Regions from separate parts of the Mus musculus genome. Here all the other regions are linked to region 2. A link is a contact called in public HiChIP or PLAC-seq data. All regions are on one chromosome and are shown on one strand. Each heading gives the region's core, a stretch centred on a gene start, on an enhancer-like site or on the middle of the called end of the contact. The rest is flanking DNA. Distances are from core to core; before and after follow the strand shown. Region 1 overlaps Cyfip1 (cytoplasmic FMR1 interacting protein 1). Region 2 overlaps Herc2 (HECT and RLD domain containing E3 ubiquitin protein ligase 2). Region 3 holds the start of Tubgcp5 (tubulin, gamma complex associated protein 5). Region 4 holds the start of Cyfip1 (cytoplasmic FMR1 interacting protein 1).

Region 1 (3,357 bases), core at 479-2,978, 270 kb before region 2:
ACAGGAACATGTCATCATTTATCTTTCTGTTTGTGCTATAGTTAGGCAAGCACACTTCTTCCTTTTTGTTTTATAAATTACTATACAAAGCACTAGGTTTCATCGTGGCATTCAAACACAATTTGGTTTTGTTGATCTTCCTCCCAGTTCCTTCTACCCCAGTCTCTCTGCATGGGTTCCCAAGTAGTCTCCTTTCTGTTTCTGTCCCCTGTGTCTTATTGGCCTCCCTGCTTCCTTAGAAACACCTCTTTCCCCCTCCTGTGGTCTCCTTCTAGTTTTACAACCTTTCCTTATTTTTAGACCAACATTTGTGCATGGCCTTTTTAAAAAGTGAAATTTTTTGTTTTATGTGTATGGTTGTTTTGCCCGAATATATATGTAAGTACATCACAATAAGTGTAGTGCCTGTGAAGGCCACAAGACCTGACATTGATCCTCAATGACTGTCTGGTCACCCTTAAAATATTCTCTGTGGCTGTTTCTCTTGATTGGAGCCCGTGTCCCCTGGCACTGCTGTCCGGTGAGTGTATACCTAGACTCACTGTTTTCTTTTGTCCTTCCTAGTCTCCTAGCATTGTGCCAGCAAACAGGTCGAACCTCAGTCTGGTGTTCTGATTTCTACTCCTTTGTGCAGCTTTGTGCAGGAACTTCTGTTTTGTTTTTAATTTTTGAGACAGTGTCTTGCTAAGTTTGTAATACCCCAAATTAACCTATAACATCCTGGGATGCTGGCATTTGTAGTTCTTGGAAAATAACAAAGCCTCATGGGAAAGTATGATGTCTTACGGTTTTGTCTGTAAAAGCCCCTACAACACATGTCTTCGGGCCAACTCAGCTGGGAATTCCAGGTAGTGGCCCTGACCAAAGTCTTATCTTGTTCAGTATTTAATAAAGCTTGCTTCAATTTTGGCTCAAAATGGTGGAACTGGTTTTTCTCCAGCGAATCTCAGGATTAACAAATTACCTGGGCCGGTCTTGAAATTACTCTGTAGCTCAGACAGAGCTTGAACTTGTTATCCACTGCTTTATAGTCCAGTAGTTTGGATTATAGGCTTGTGCCACAAGCTTTTGTGAGCCTGAAGTTTCCAAGGACAGCTTGTCTAAACATGAGAGCATCTGTTCTTGGCTATCTTCCTGAAATTGCCCAGAGACAGGGAAAATTATCAAGTCATAATCGGTTTTGTAAAGAAACAATAGTTTAATTATTCATCATTCTTTGTTTCAAAATGTGGTTAACTGTCTGATTGTCTAACTATAGTTTTGCAAAAGCCATTTCACTTTTTCCTTGGGTACTGACTGTAGCATCTACAGGACTCAGTGGGGCCAGAATGGGGAAGGGTGGGGCTCTTAGTTTTGGGCTGCTGGCAACTCCTATGGATCTGTCTGCTGTTCCAGCCTCACACTGCCTCTTTCCTGAGCCTTAGGCCTGGACCAGTTTTGTTTGCTAACCCTGGCCTTGACTCCAGAAGTCTAGTTGCTCATCACTGGATAGAGGACACACAAGATCCCTGCCCTATGTGTGTGTGTGTGTGTGTGTGTGTGTGTGTGTGTGTGTGTGTGTGTGTGTGTGTGTGGTGTGTTTGTTGCTTGGAGCCTAGGGCTCTCAGTTGAGCTGGGGGCCTTTGAGCACCATTCTGCTTATCTTATCAGTATATTGGGATGACCCCACCATGGGAGTGGCCATGAGAAGGACTTACTGAGGAACATTTATGGAAGGAGTGAGTCATCAGTGAGTGACATGTAGAGGGAAGGAAGATGCTCAGCAGCCCTGCCACACCTCCAACATGATGAACACTTACTTCTCTTTCTGTGGGCACACTGAGACACTCAGCCTCCTCTCTATATGGTACCCTGGTGCTGCTTGCTCTTACCTGGTGCCTTGTGATGCTCACCCGGTGGTCCCTTGATCAGACAGTGAAATAAACAAACCTGCGGTGTGCAGCTCCAAGCTCAGACTGGGTCTCTCACTGAGCAAATGCTGAGCACTTGCTCGATGCAAATTACCAGCTAACCTCCCTCCTGAGCCTTGAAGATACTTGGTGACTAGCTTGGGAAATCACTTGAAAAGATATTTTAGGACACTCAATAACAAAAATGAGTTGACGACTTATTAAAATGCCAGATCCAATACGGTATTTCAATTAGTTTTTGTAACTTAGGAAGTGTAGGATTTGGAGACAAATGTGAACGTTGAGCCGCTGCCAGGAGAACAGAGTCAGAGAAGAAAAGCATCCTTGATACTGCTTACTCAGCTAAACCACAAAAGGGTTTGTTATGTGTGGGTCAGTGCAGGGCCTGAGGAGGCTACAGCACCCAGAGCTTGGACACGTGGAGCACTAGGCTTTATAGGCCAAGCTTGAGAAGGTAGTTGTTAGCTACAGAACAGACCTCGGAGTCTACATTAAGCATGTATTGTTTTCCTAACTATCAAAATGCCAGTGCGCTCTTTCTCCCTTTCTTTCTTCCTTTCTTTCTTTCTTTCTTCCTTCCTTCCTTCCTTCCTTCCTTCCTTCCTCCCTCCCTCCCTCCCTCCCTCCCTCCCTCCCTCCCTCCCTCCCTCCCTCCCTCCCTCTCTCTCTCTCTCTCTCTCTCTTTCTTTCTTTCTTTCTTTCTTTCTTTCTTTCCTAATCTTACAACCCAAGGGCATTTGGCCCCCTACCTGGGTGATTTTCTATGTGTGTGTGTGAGGCCCGTTACACAAAATACCACAGATTAGTGGGAACTTATGTGCTCACAGTTCTGGAGGCTAGAAGTTCAAGGTCAAGGTTATAGGAGGGCTGGTTTTATCTAGCACTGTCCTAACGTGGCCTCTTCTAGTCTCTCTGCTCACCCATGATGTGCTGTTCTCACCAGACCCGAGGGGTGGACATCTGTGTGTATGATTATGTCATTAAACGGTCAATGGCTTATTGGTAGCACCAACAGGAATAAGAGTTATTCCAAATATGTGATTTAAATTTTACTGTGCGATATTCATATTATGGTATCTATGCTGGCCAGTTTTAAGTCATCTGAAAGGAGAAAACTTCAACAGAGAAATTGCCTCTGTAAGATCAAGCTATAAGCAAGCCTGTGGAACATTTTATTAATGGCCTGTTGGATCATAGCAAAAAGGAATCTCACCCTGTGAGCAATTTTCAGACTTCAGTTTATAGAACCCCCCTTTAATTAAGGAGTAGTCAGGTTCCTCTGAGGAAGAAATTTGATAAAATACCTTTAAAGTTCATTCAACGCTCTCCATTCCTTCCCTAGAGGGACCTACAGCTTCTTGTACAAGGGTAACTACACTGTGGAATGGAAACAATCAGACTTCTCCAGGTCTGTTAGATCCTGGTTCTGAATTGATGCTGAGTCCAG
Region 2 (3,546 bases), core at 925-3,424:
ATATATATATATATATATATATATATATATATATATATATATATATATATATGCATATGCAGCACACACGCATGCGAAGACTAGCTCTGTGTTTGCTGGTAGGGAAAGCTGTTTCATCTGTCTAGGTTAAGTATGGAAACATGCCAAGGCTGTTACAAACACTGCCTTATCTGGGAAGGTGCCCTCTCCGGGATGAATGCTTATTACCATTTTATTATCAAGTAAACATTTGCTCCTGAACAGTCTAGTTTTTAATTTTATCTGTCCTTGGACCTCACATGAATGAAGTTGTACAGTTATATCTTTGGGTCTGCCTTCTTTTCCTCAGCATTGTGTCTCTTAGCTTCATGTCACAATCAAGTTCTATTTTTACTACTATATGCAATATACCATCATTTGCCCATTCCCTTACTTACTAATTCTACTTGCTCATTCCAGGTTTAGGTTACAGCAAGTTTTGGCTTATACAGTGTTGTGTTCCTTGGTGGAAGTGCTGGTTTCTTTTCATTTGCAGATGATAGTTACTGTAAAATGACACTTTTTTTGTAGCTACTGTGCTAGCTTTCATCTCCATTACTCAGTTTGAGGATTTTTGTACTCCTGCATCAGGACCTGGCACTTGTCCTTTTTGGTGGATATACTGCTGTATTTTGCTGTGGCTTCCTTTTTTTTCCTCCCTCTGTTTTTGGTGGTAAGGATGAAACCCAGGATCTTGTACACCCTTGGCAAAAATTTTACTACTAAATTATATCCTAGTTTTTATAAATTTTTTTCAGATATTATTCAGGTTTAATATACTTCTACATGTGTGTTAACCAGGTGAGCATTCTCTTTGCAAAGTGTCAACTCAAGTCTTATTCACATTTTTCTTCTTTTTAAAGTAATTATATACTTTGCATCCAATAAGCCTTTGGCTTTATTTCTTGAAGAATTTTTTTCTTCTCACACTGTTTTCTGATGAACAAAAATGAATATTAATGTCATCAATTTTTTAATCTTTTTCATTTTTCATTGTGCCTGAGATGGGGATGATTCAGGGGGTAAAGTATTTGCTATGCAAGTTTGAGGATGGAGTTTGTATCTCCATCATTCACAGTTAAAAAAGCCTGGTGGTATCCAGATGTGAAGGTGCATATCCTTAATCCTCCATACTTGAGAGGCAGAAATCTGGGTTTTAGGCCAGCCAAGGCTATATAGTGATATGAAATCCTGTCTCAAACCCAAAAAGAAAAGGCGAAAAAAAAAAAGCCTGGTGGGTGTAATCCCAGCTTCTAGGAGGTGGATATGGGAACCATTTGGGCAATCTGACTAGTCAAACTAGCCAAAATAGCTCTAGACTCAGCAATAAGTAATAAATTTGGTTGATTTTGATCTAAGAAGACAACAGACAACATAATCCACCTCTTGCTGCCTTTCACCTATGCATACATGGATTAAAAACACAACACACTATAATCGTGCAAAAAAAGGTCTTTTCCTACTCAAGTTTTCATCTGTATTATGTTTTAAAAGATTTATTGTTGAGACATTTGATCTGATGACTGATGTTTGGTTTCTATTTCTTTAGAGTCATTTTTCACTGGTCAGAACTGTAGAAATAATGAGGAGGTAACACTGATACGCAAAGCTGATTTGGAGAACCATAATAAAGATGGTGGCTTCTGGACTGTAATTGATGGAAAAGTATATGGTATAAAAGACTTTCAGACACAATCCTTAACAGGAAATAGTATACTGGGTAAGGCTTTTTTACTTTTTATTCCATTGTTAAAAATTGCATTATGTGTGATTTTAAGTAAAGTCCACAGTTTATGAATAAGTTGTTAAATTTAGCCCCAGGTTTAACAAAATCTGGGACTTTGGTTCTGGCTTCACAACAAGTTTAGGTTCAAGTTGAAGAATTTCTCATCATCAAGCTTTTCTTCCTGTTGTTTTTTTATTTTTTGAGATAAGAGTTTTCTCCGTGTAGCTCTTGGCTGTCTTGGAATCTTGTAGACCAGGCTGGCCTTGCACTCAGAGATCTGCCTGTCTCTTTTTCCCCAAGTACTTTGTAGAACTTGAGTTGCCCGAGGCAAGCGTGGGAGAGTGGCAGATTCTTCCGAGACAGCGACCCAGACTCACTTCCTGTCTTCTGTCTATGAACTAGAGCTGTGCAAGCTGCACTGAACTCATACTGCTCTTCCCCTTTTTGTTTTAGCTCAGTTTGCAGGGGAAGATCCAGTGGTCGCTCTGGAGGCAGCTTTGCAGTTTGAAGACACACAGGAATCCATGCATGCCTTCTGTGTTGGCCAGTATTTGGAGGTGAGGCTGTGGGCCTGCTTTGTGTGAAATAGAGGAGGTGCCCTTCTTAAGTGCCTGTTATGGTATGACTTTTTACTTAGTTATACTAATAGTTGGACATAAAATATTTATGTTGGCTTAGGATTTTTTGACAAATAAATTTGCATTTTATGTGTTAAGGTTTATTATATACAAGTTTGAAGAGTTAACAACATGCCAGAAATAGAGAAATGTTCAAAAAAAAAGAAAAGAAAAGACATTAAAGTTTGTCCTTACAGTTCGTTTGTCAATTTAGAATCTTTCCCCCAGGGTTCTCCTCTTATGCTCCAGAGCTGTTATTTGTTTTCTCCTGTTTGCTCTCTAGTGTTTTATATGCAGTTTGTTGGTTGCTATAACATAAACTCATTATGGGATGTGCTAACAAATACATTTTTGTTCTGATCGTGATAGACAATCTTAGGCACATAAGCTGCTGGGGTTTTTTTGATGTTGTAATTTTAATTAATTTTGTTTTCTGAACCAACAAATTAATTTTTCCAGCCTGACCAAGAAGTTGTTACCATACCAGATCTTGGAAGTTTGTCTTCACCACTGATTGACACAGAGAGGAACCTGGGCCTACTTCTTGGATTGCATGCTTCTTATTTAGCAATGAGCACACCACTATCTCCTGTGGAGGTTGAATGCGCCAGTAAGAACAAATTTATTTTTTGTTAACCAGTTTTACCAGTTTTATGGTACAGTACTTTGGACAGAAATGCCTAATGGGAAGAACATGCCAAGGAGGGCAGGAACCTTTAGAGTGGATGTCTGGAGACAGCAAGCTGGCCTCCATGCCTGCTAAGTTGCCTGTGAACTAGACTGTATTACTTGTATTCCTCCCTGAAACTTGTCATACATAGTAATGGAGGATGAGTTTCACATAAGTCAGCAAAGGAGGAGCTTGAAGACTCTAGGGTTAGATGAATGAAAGGCACTGTGCAATTCAGCTCAGAAGCTTGTCTTTGGGGGATAAAAGGTGCTTGCTAATTCTTTCTATAGCACAAGGTGATTAGGGCACCTCAGCTTGTGTTTTAGAAGAATTGATACAGCCATTTGTGAAAGTTCCCTAGCACTTCAAATCTAGATATCCAATAAGAGCACTGAAAGCATCCCAAATTTGATTGCTGGAGTGATTAGCAGATTAGATTAGATTTACTAATAAATTAGGTCCTCAGTGAAAGCCTGCAGTAATGTTCCTGCTACTAATTTTCTAGTGGGGTTTCC
Region 3 (3,251 bases), core at 654-3,153, 340 kb before region 2:
CAGGCTTGAGTGTGAAGCTGCGAAATCTGGATTCAGGATGAAGACAGCAAGCCTGGTCTGTAGCAGAAAATAAGTCAGGATCAGAGCACTGCAGATTAGCTCCAGATCAGCAGGAGAACAACTGGGCATTTGAGGCAGTGGGGAGGCTACATCAACAGTGGGGGACTTAGCCAAGTCCTTGATGCACACACCATATAATAGGTTTGTGTGCAGCCATAACATCACAGTGGTGGGTGTCTATCACTTATGGCATCCACATGAGGGAGACACAGCATTTTCTCCATCTGGTATGTTTGATAAGTCCTTGTGCCTGGTTTGCCAGATTTAATACGTCAGTCTGCCTTCACAGTTCCAAGTCTCCCCCATTCAACTTACAGTGTGGCTCCCTCTCTAGTCCCAGGGACAAGCTAACTGTCTTTGCTTTACGCGGGTGCCTATCTGCTGCTTTCTCTGGATCTACTCAGCTGCAGAATGGAGTCAAAGGCCTCTTGTAAAACAGTCTCCTGGGGCAGTGCACAGCTTAGGGGATAACAACTGTTTTATTCAATATGGAGTAACTTAGCCTGGCCTCAACAAAGACCTTCCTCGTGAGGGATTCGTCTAAGAAAAAGTCAGGCAAGTACCAATTGGGGTGGCAGGTGCTACCTAATGCGGACGATTTATAAAGGCTCAAAGGCTCCAGCTGCTGCTCTGACGACTTTGCCCACGTCTGCTCTCAAGAGTGCTTTCCCCTTTTTATATTTTGAAAATGACGTTTTAAAATTTATTTTTGTATGGGGTGGAGGTACGCACACATGGGAATTATAAGACTACTTATGGGACATGGTTCTCTCCTATCATGTGAGTCCACACGATGGGATGCAAGCAGCCAGGCCTGACAGCCAGCAACTTTATTAAGTAAGCCAGCTTTTTTTGTTTTGTTTTGGGTTTGTTGTTGCTGTTGTTGTTTTGGTTGTTTTGTTCTGATTTTTTTTTTTTTTTTTCGAGACAGGGTTTCTCTGTATAGCCCTGGCTGTCCTGGAACTCACTCTGTAGGCTGGCCTTGAACTCAGAGCCACTTTCCCTTTCTTGAGAACTTGTTCGAGGGTTCTAACAAGAAAGCACAACTGCCTGTACTGTAACAAGGACAAGTCCTCCATAGGGAAGGTCGGCCTAACCCAAAGCTGTGGGTGCACAAAGAACAGTAACAGAAAAGCATCCCCGGCCATCAAGTGGGTGACAGACAGCTGGCCCTCACATACATCTCCACCTTACTAATAAACCAGCAGTTTCAGCATGTGGGCAGTGACCCGCAGTAGGGATCACACATCAGATAGTTACATTACAATTCGTAAACTAGCAAAAGTATAACTATGAAGTAGCAACGAAATAATTTAATGGTTATGGGTCATCCCAGCGAGAGGAACTATATTAAAGGGTCACAGCATTTGGAAGGTTCAGAGCCATTGTAATACATAAATGGGCACTATCGCTGCTTTAACCATATGTTCCTGGTCTAATCAGAAGCATGTGTTTAGTTGGGGAGCTCTGAGAGCCCAGTTTAGGTCGTCTGGAGGAGAAAGTGAAGGCCGGAGCATGAACAAATAAGTCACGATGTTCAAAAATGTCGGAAACTATACCCTGGAACCAAAAAACTGGTTGGCTCAAAATGCATCAGAATTTAAATCGTTAATCAGGAGTATCCAGAGTCCCTTATTAACAATGATTAATAATAAATAATGGTTAGCTGTCTGAAGACTCTCGGATTTCCCGGTGTGCAAGCAGAAAGAGCACATCTCTTCCCCACCCACGGACGCACCGCATCCAGCAACCAGCATCCACTCCCATCAGCACCTTTCCCAGGCACAGCTCCGGGGCTGCCGGAACTCTCGCGGAAACATCCTCCACATCTCGAAACCCCGGTGCCGGGACGGGCGGAACTCTCGCGAGAACAGTCGCCACTTAGCAGAGATCCTGATAGGTACGCCGCGGCAATGGCCCGGCCTAAGTCGTCCGGGAGCCGGATGGACAGACAGCTGGAGCATGATGTGTGCGAGCTCGTCCGGCAGGTTACGGGGCTGCAGGACGAGGCGGACCCCAACTTCCAGCTGGCCCTGGACTTCGTCTGGTCCAACTTCAGGTGTGGGATCGCGGCTACGAGCTGAAGTCGCGCGGGCGGGCGGGTCCGGGTCGGGAGTGCGGCCTCCGGCACCCCTGCGTCTGCTGCAGCTGCTGTGCCTTGGTTTCCCCTTAGGTGCCCTTGCGAGAAACCCGCAGTTGCAGCGGCACATTCCTAGAGAGCTGTTGACTCTGCTCACCCGCACGCAGTACGGTGCACATCAAAAGTCATTTGATGGCTGGGAAAGTGAATTTTTAGCGCCAAATTCTGATCACATCCTGTTAGGTTTTTTGGGGGTTTTTTGTTTTGTTTTGTTTTTTGTTTGTCTCACCAACCCCCCTCTTCTCTTGCTCGGACCACTTACAAGTTTCCCCGCTTCTGTGTCCTCCCTTTGCATTGCATAAAACAAATTCAAGTTCTACTATTGAGCAACACATAGCATGTCTAGTAGAAGTCACCCTAAACAGTGAACAGTTTGTCAGACTGTGATCCTGATTCTAAGCGCAGGACGTGAGTGTCTGCCTAGTTCGTGAGACTACAGACCTCTCAGGTTGATGGGAAGCAAGCCAACGATCCAAAACCACAAGTGCAATTTCTAGTTATAACCTATAGAAAGAACAAGGATTCAAAGAAGTCAGGTAACTCGAAAAGCAGATGTACCACAAGTATTTTTTCTAGTGGCAGATAGGAGGGAGGGGATAGTCATTTTAGAGTTGGGAAGAGACATAGATGCTGCATAGTATAACAGAAGTACTAAAAGCATACCTATAACACTCTGTCACCAGTGTCACCCGTAGAAAACATGTGGCAGTCACCTTGTGTTACAGTTGCTTTATTTCCACATGTTGTTCGTTGTTACATTAATGACAGCCTTTGGTCCCACTGCTAAATTTTAGGTTTTGTTGTTGATGATGTTATGTGTATGATTTGACTCTGTGTACACGTGTGCATGTGTGTGCCTGGTGCCCAAGGCAGCTGATCCCCTGGAACTGGGATTATAAACAGCCTGTGGGTGCTGTGAATAGAACCTGGGGACCCTGAGCAATGGCGTGGGCTCTTAACCCCCGAGGCATCTCTCCAGACCCTTTCAAAGCTTTCTAAATATTTGATAATTGTACATGAATATGTTTGCTTTTCTTTGTATTTCATTTTG
Region 4 (3,286 bases), core at 478-2,977, 290 kb before region 2:
GCCACGAGCATTGGCTCAGTCCCTGACTAGATTGTAACTTATCTAACCCTTTAAACTATTCTATGTCTCACACACTGTTAGTTACCTCTCCTCCAGTCCCAGCCTGCTTCTTCCTTTGTGTCTCCTCAGCTTCTCTCCCTCAGAGACTTGCTTGAATCCTTCACAGTCCCTCCCTATGGGTTCCTTTTATATTCTCACTATTTCCCAGAATCTCCTCTCTTCTTGCCAGTGTCCCATCTCCTATTTGCTGCCTCAGCTCATTGGGCATAGGCATTTTTAGTGACAGGTGACACTGAGATTCTCTCTACAGCATATAATGATATAATTCAAATTGCTTGTCGGATAGTTAAATGCCAGTATTGAATCTTAATCTCTAGATTACAGTTCTGTGGAAGCAGGGGAACATTGTCAAGCATGCGTTTTGTATTTTTGCTGCGCCAAGGAATCAACATGTTACATTTGTATTATCATTATAGTTTAGGTTTTGTAATTTTTATTATACTCTTGTTATGCATATGTAGAGAAGCTACAAGGATTATACTTTTGAATAAGTTTAACATCTCACATTTTGTGGTAAACCTAAGATGGTGAAAACACTGATGTGTGTCTGTTGTAAATACAATTACACGAGTTTTATTTTTCTGATATTAAAAGTTACTTAGTAAAGATTTATTTCTGTTAAGTTGGGGAAAACAAACTGGTGTGGGAGTTAGGCATGTTGGTGAATGCCTGTGATTTCAGCACTTGAGGGATGGAGACATGATCTGGTGTTCAAGGCTAGCCTGGGTTACATTAGTTACTGTCAGACCCCAACGACAAACAAAATGTCCAAATTCTTAGCAGTAAGGAGGGGCGTCCGGAGTGAAGAAGGGTAGGAAGTTTGGAGCTATTCTACTAAGTTCAGCATTAAGATGTATGTTAACTAACTTTTCCCTTCCTTTTCTGCGGGTTTAGGGAGGGCAAATTCAAGTCAGGTTTTCTGTTGTCAGCCATTCCTAGGAGTCTGAACTTGAGTTTGCCAGTCCTCAGAAGGCAGATGAGATGGTAGCACTGTTACTTTAGGGGCCAGAATGGGTTCTTCCTTGGGTCTGGAGCATTTTACATGCCGCTCCAGCCTTGCACCCACCATTTAATACATACATGCGCCCCTTCTCTGTCATGGTTGTACCTTCTGTATCTCTTTTGAAGTTCAACCAGAGGCAGGACAGGAGGCAGTGAAAATTTGGGGGACATGCGGAGGAAGATAAGCCCATCACTCATGGATTTACTGAGGCTTCTCACCATCACTGAGGACAAGTTATAGGAAAACGAATGTTGAATTCCTATGGCCCATGTATGGGCTCACTGGCCCACACCCAATTGCTGGGGGATCCAACGCCCTTTTTGGACCTTTGCGGGCACCAGGCACTCTCGTGGTGCATAGACACACAAGCAAGCCAAACATTCATACACATAATGAATTCCTTTTTTTTAAATTTTTTTTAAAGTATCTTTAGTAAAACTTCCAGCTCTATGCTGGCTAGTCCTGGAATTCTTTCCTCATTTGGCCTTAGCTTCAACAGAGGTCCCCCAAATCAGGGAAAACTCTTGAGGCTGGTGAGCATGGCAGTGTGGCGCTGAGTCTTCATCCTCTCCCAGCCGGCTTGACGGGTGGAGCCCACCAAGCAAATCCCGGCTTCCTTTGCTGCGGTGACCTGAGCAGCAAGCGGCAGGCGGGGCTACGGTACGGGAGACTTGGGGAGACTTGGGGGCCGACCGGGCTGGCCTAGAGGAGCCGGACCCAAGGCAGCCAGCGGGAGGAGGGAGGAGCGCCGGGAGGAAGAGGCCGAGCCGAGCAGCGCCGCCCCGGAGGAAGGGGAGGAGGCCGGGTGTTTCCTGGTGCATTCCCGACCCGCCCAAGTGACTCATTGGGGTAGGAAAGCTCCCGGGGCCCGCCCTGGACAACCGAAGGCGGCGCAGACCAGGTAAGGGCGGTCGCCTGGCCTCGGGGTCCTTGCTCCACTGTAGTCCGGTGGGGCGAGCCTGCAGACGGCCTCGGCGCAGCCTCCGGGACCGCACGGCCTCCCGGGATTGCCTCCTGGGCTCTCGAGTCTCCCGGTCTCTGCACGGCAGCTCCGGAGCCCGGGACTCCCGGCCCAGCTCGGCGGCTCCAGGGCTCCCTCCCCGGAATCACATTCCAGAATCCCCCGGCCACGGGCTTCCCAGTGCAGATTCCCTGTTCCCTCCGCGCTGCACAACTTGCACTCCGGTGGCCCGGCTCCCGCGTCCCGGACCCCCGCGTCCCCGAACCCCCGCCCCGACTCACCCTGGATACTAGGATCCCAGATCTCGCGCTTCCGGCACGAGGTTTAGCTCCAAAGAGGAAGAGACAACGTTAATATTTAGTATTTTACTATTGAAAAGTAAGGAGCGACGAATAGTTTATGTTGCACTAAAGTGGCAAAACAACCCCGAGTCCACCATGGTTCTGCCTTCAGAGGAAAGGAAGGAGAGTGTGGTCTAGGGAAGCCGTCCTCAGATTCTTGGAGAGAGGCATTTTGGGCTTTGTTAAGGAAACGGGATTGTTCAGGAGCAGTAGTGCGCCGCCGCACATTCGTAACGAATTTTGTACTTTAAGCCTAAAGCATCTGCGTAATTTGTAACATTTCGTGAGTGTGAGAAAAGAAGGAAGAGATATGCAACTGGGGATCGGTGAGGGCGAGGCAGAGGGAAGCATCGGGCAATCCGTGTGTTGCATGGGGGAGCCCAGAGATTTCTCTTGGTTGTCGGCTAACAGATCGCTTAGTTGAGTCGTGTTTGAAGCACCGCTGGTACTGGGGTACTCCTACAGGTACTGATACTGAGATCAGCGCTTGCCAAGGTGGGGGTATTGATCCTAGACCCTGGCCAAGTTCACTGGCTGGAAGTTGAAGCACGCGAGACCGGTGGTATACCTGAATACCAGCCTTCCCCTAGTTCTGAGTATGTTAGTGGTTCTTATTAAAAAGCCTACAAGCACATAGCCTGAAAGAATTAATTCAGTTTTTAAATACATGTAAGTTACTGCAGACATGCATTGTAAGAATTCAGTAGGAATGTTGCGGGGAATACTTCTCTTTCCCTCTTCCCCTAACAGCATCTTCCCTGTAACCTTGATAAAATGCTGCAGTTGAAAAGTCTCTCTAAGAAAATACATCCTCTAAGTATTTGTGTATTTGAGGAAGTATGTATTAAGGTTTTTTTAAAGAATAAACACTGTATGTGTGTGTTTGTGGTATGTGTGTTTTTAGATGTGGGTGCACAGGTG

Evidence for each region. HiChIP or PLAC-seq counts read pairs in DNA pulled down with a chosen protein or histone mark.
Region 1: a contact with region 2 is called in an H3K27ac HiChIP or PLAC-seq map of microglia, with 6 times the contacts expected there. The contact joins two enhancer-like sites. A contact is called at or near these places in 1 of 115 datasets of contacts at active chromatin or transcription factors (microglia) and 3 of 9 other capture datasets (adipose tissue, embryonic stem cells and liver).
Region 3: a contact with region 2 is called in an H3K4me3 HiChIP or PLAC-seq map of bone marrow-derived macrophages, with 4 times the contacts expected there. The contact joins the promoter of Tubgcp5 here to the enhancer-like site in region 2. A contact is called at or near these places in 2 of 484 Hi-C or Micro-C datasets (B cells and ventricular fibroblasts), 3 of 115 datasets of contacts at active chromatin or transcription factors (bone marrow-derived macrophages, microglia and stem cell-derived neural progenitor cells) and 4 of 9 other capture datasets (adipose tissue, liver, macrophages and 1 more).
Region 4: a contact with region 2 is called in an H3K27ac HiChIP or PLAC-seq map of microglia, with 6 times the contacts expected there. The contact joins the promoter of Cyfip1 here to the enhancer-like site in region 2. A contact is called at or near these places in 1 of 39 promoter capture datasets (neural stem cells), 3 of 115 datasets of contacts at active chromatin or transcription factors (bone marrow-derived macrophages and microglia) and 2 of 9 other capture datasets (embryonic stem cells and liver).

Annotation. Positions count from the first base shown.
Region 1 is chr7:55,857,928-55,861,284 of GRCm38.p6, forward strand. The region is part of intron 1 of Cyfip1 (cytoplasmic FMR1 interacting protein 1); the gene reads left to right. Among named protein-coding and RNA genes, the nearest start is that of Cyfip1, 18 kb to the left of the region's middle. Within about 2 kb of position 1,729, at least 80 of the 459 cell types and tissues checked have an H3K27ac peak or open chromatin away from gene starts, as enhancers often do. A contact at or near this core is called in microglia, where this site is marked.
Region 2 is chr7:56,129,602-56,133,147 of GRCm38.p6, forward strand. Herc2 (HECT and RLD domain containing E3 ubiquitin protein ligase 2) reads left to right here. Exons shown (of 93, transcript NM_010418.2): 24 at 1,568-1,738; 25 at 2,198-2,301; 26 at 2,821-2,971. Among named protein-coding and RNA genes, the nearest start is that of Herc2, 81 kb to the left of the region's middle. Within about 2 kb of position 2,175, at least 27 of the 459 cell types and tissues checked have an H3K27ac peak or open chromatin away from gene starts, as enhancers often do. A contact at or near this core is called in bone marrow-derived macrophages and microglia, where this site is marked.
Region 3 is chr7:55,792,222-55,795,472 of GRCm38.p6, forward strand. Tubgcp5 (tubulin, gamma complex associated protein 5) reads left to right here and starts at 1,904. Exons shown (of 23, transcript NM_146190.3): 1 at 1,904-2,119. The coding sequence starts at 1,974.
Region 4 is chr7:55,840,344-55,843,629 of GRCm38.p6, forward strand. It overlaps Cyfip1 (cytoplasmic FMR1 interacting protein 1), which reads left to right and starts at 1,728. Exons shown (of 31, transcript NM_011370.3): 1 at 1,728-1,964.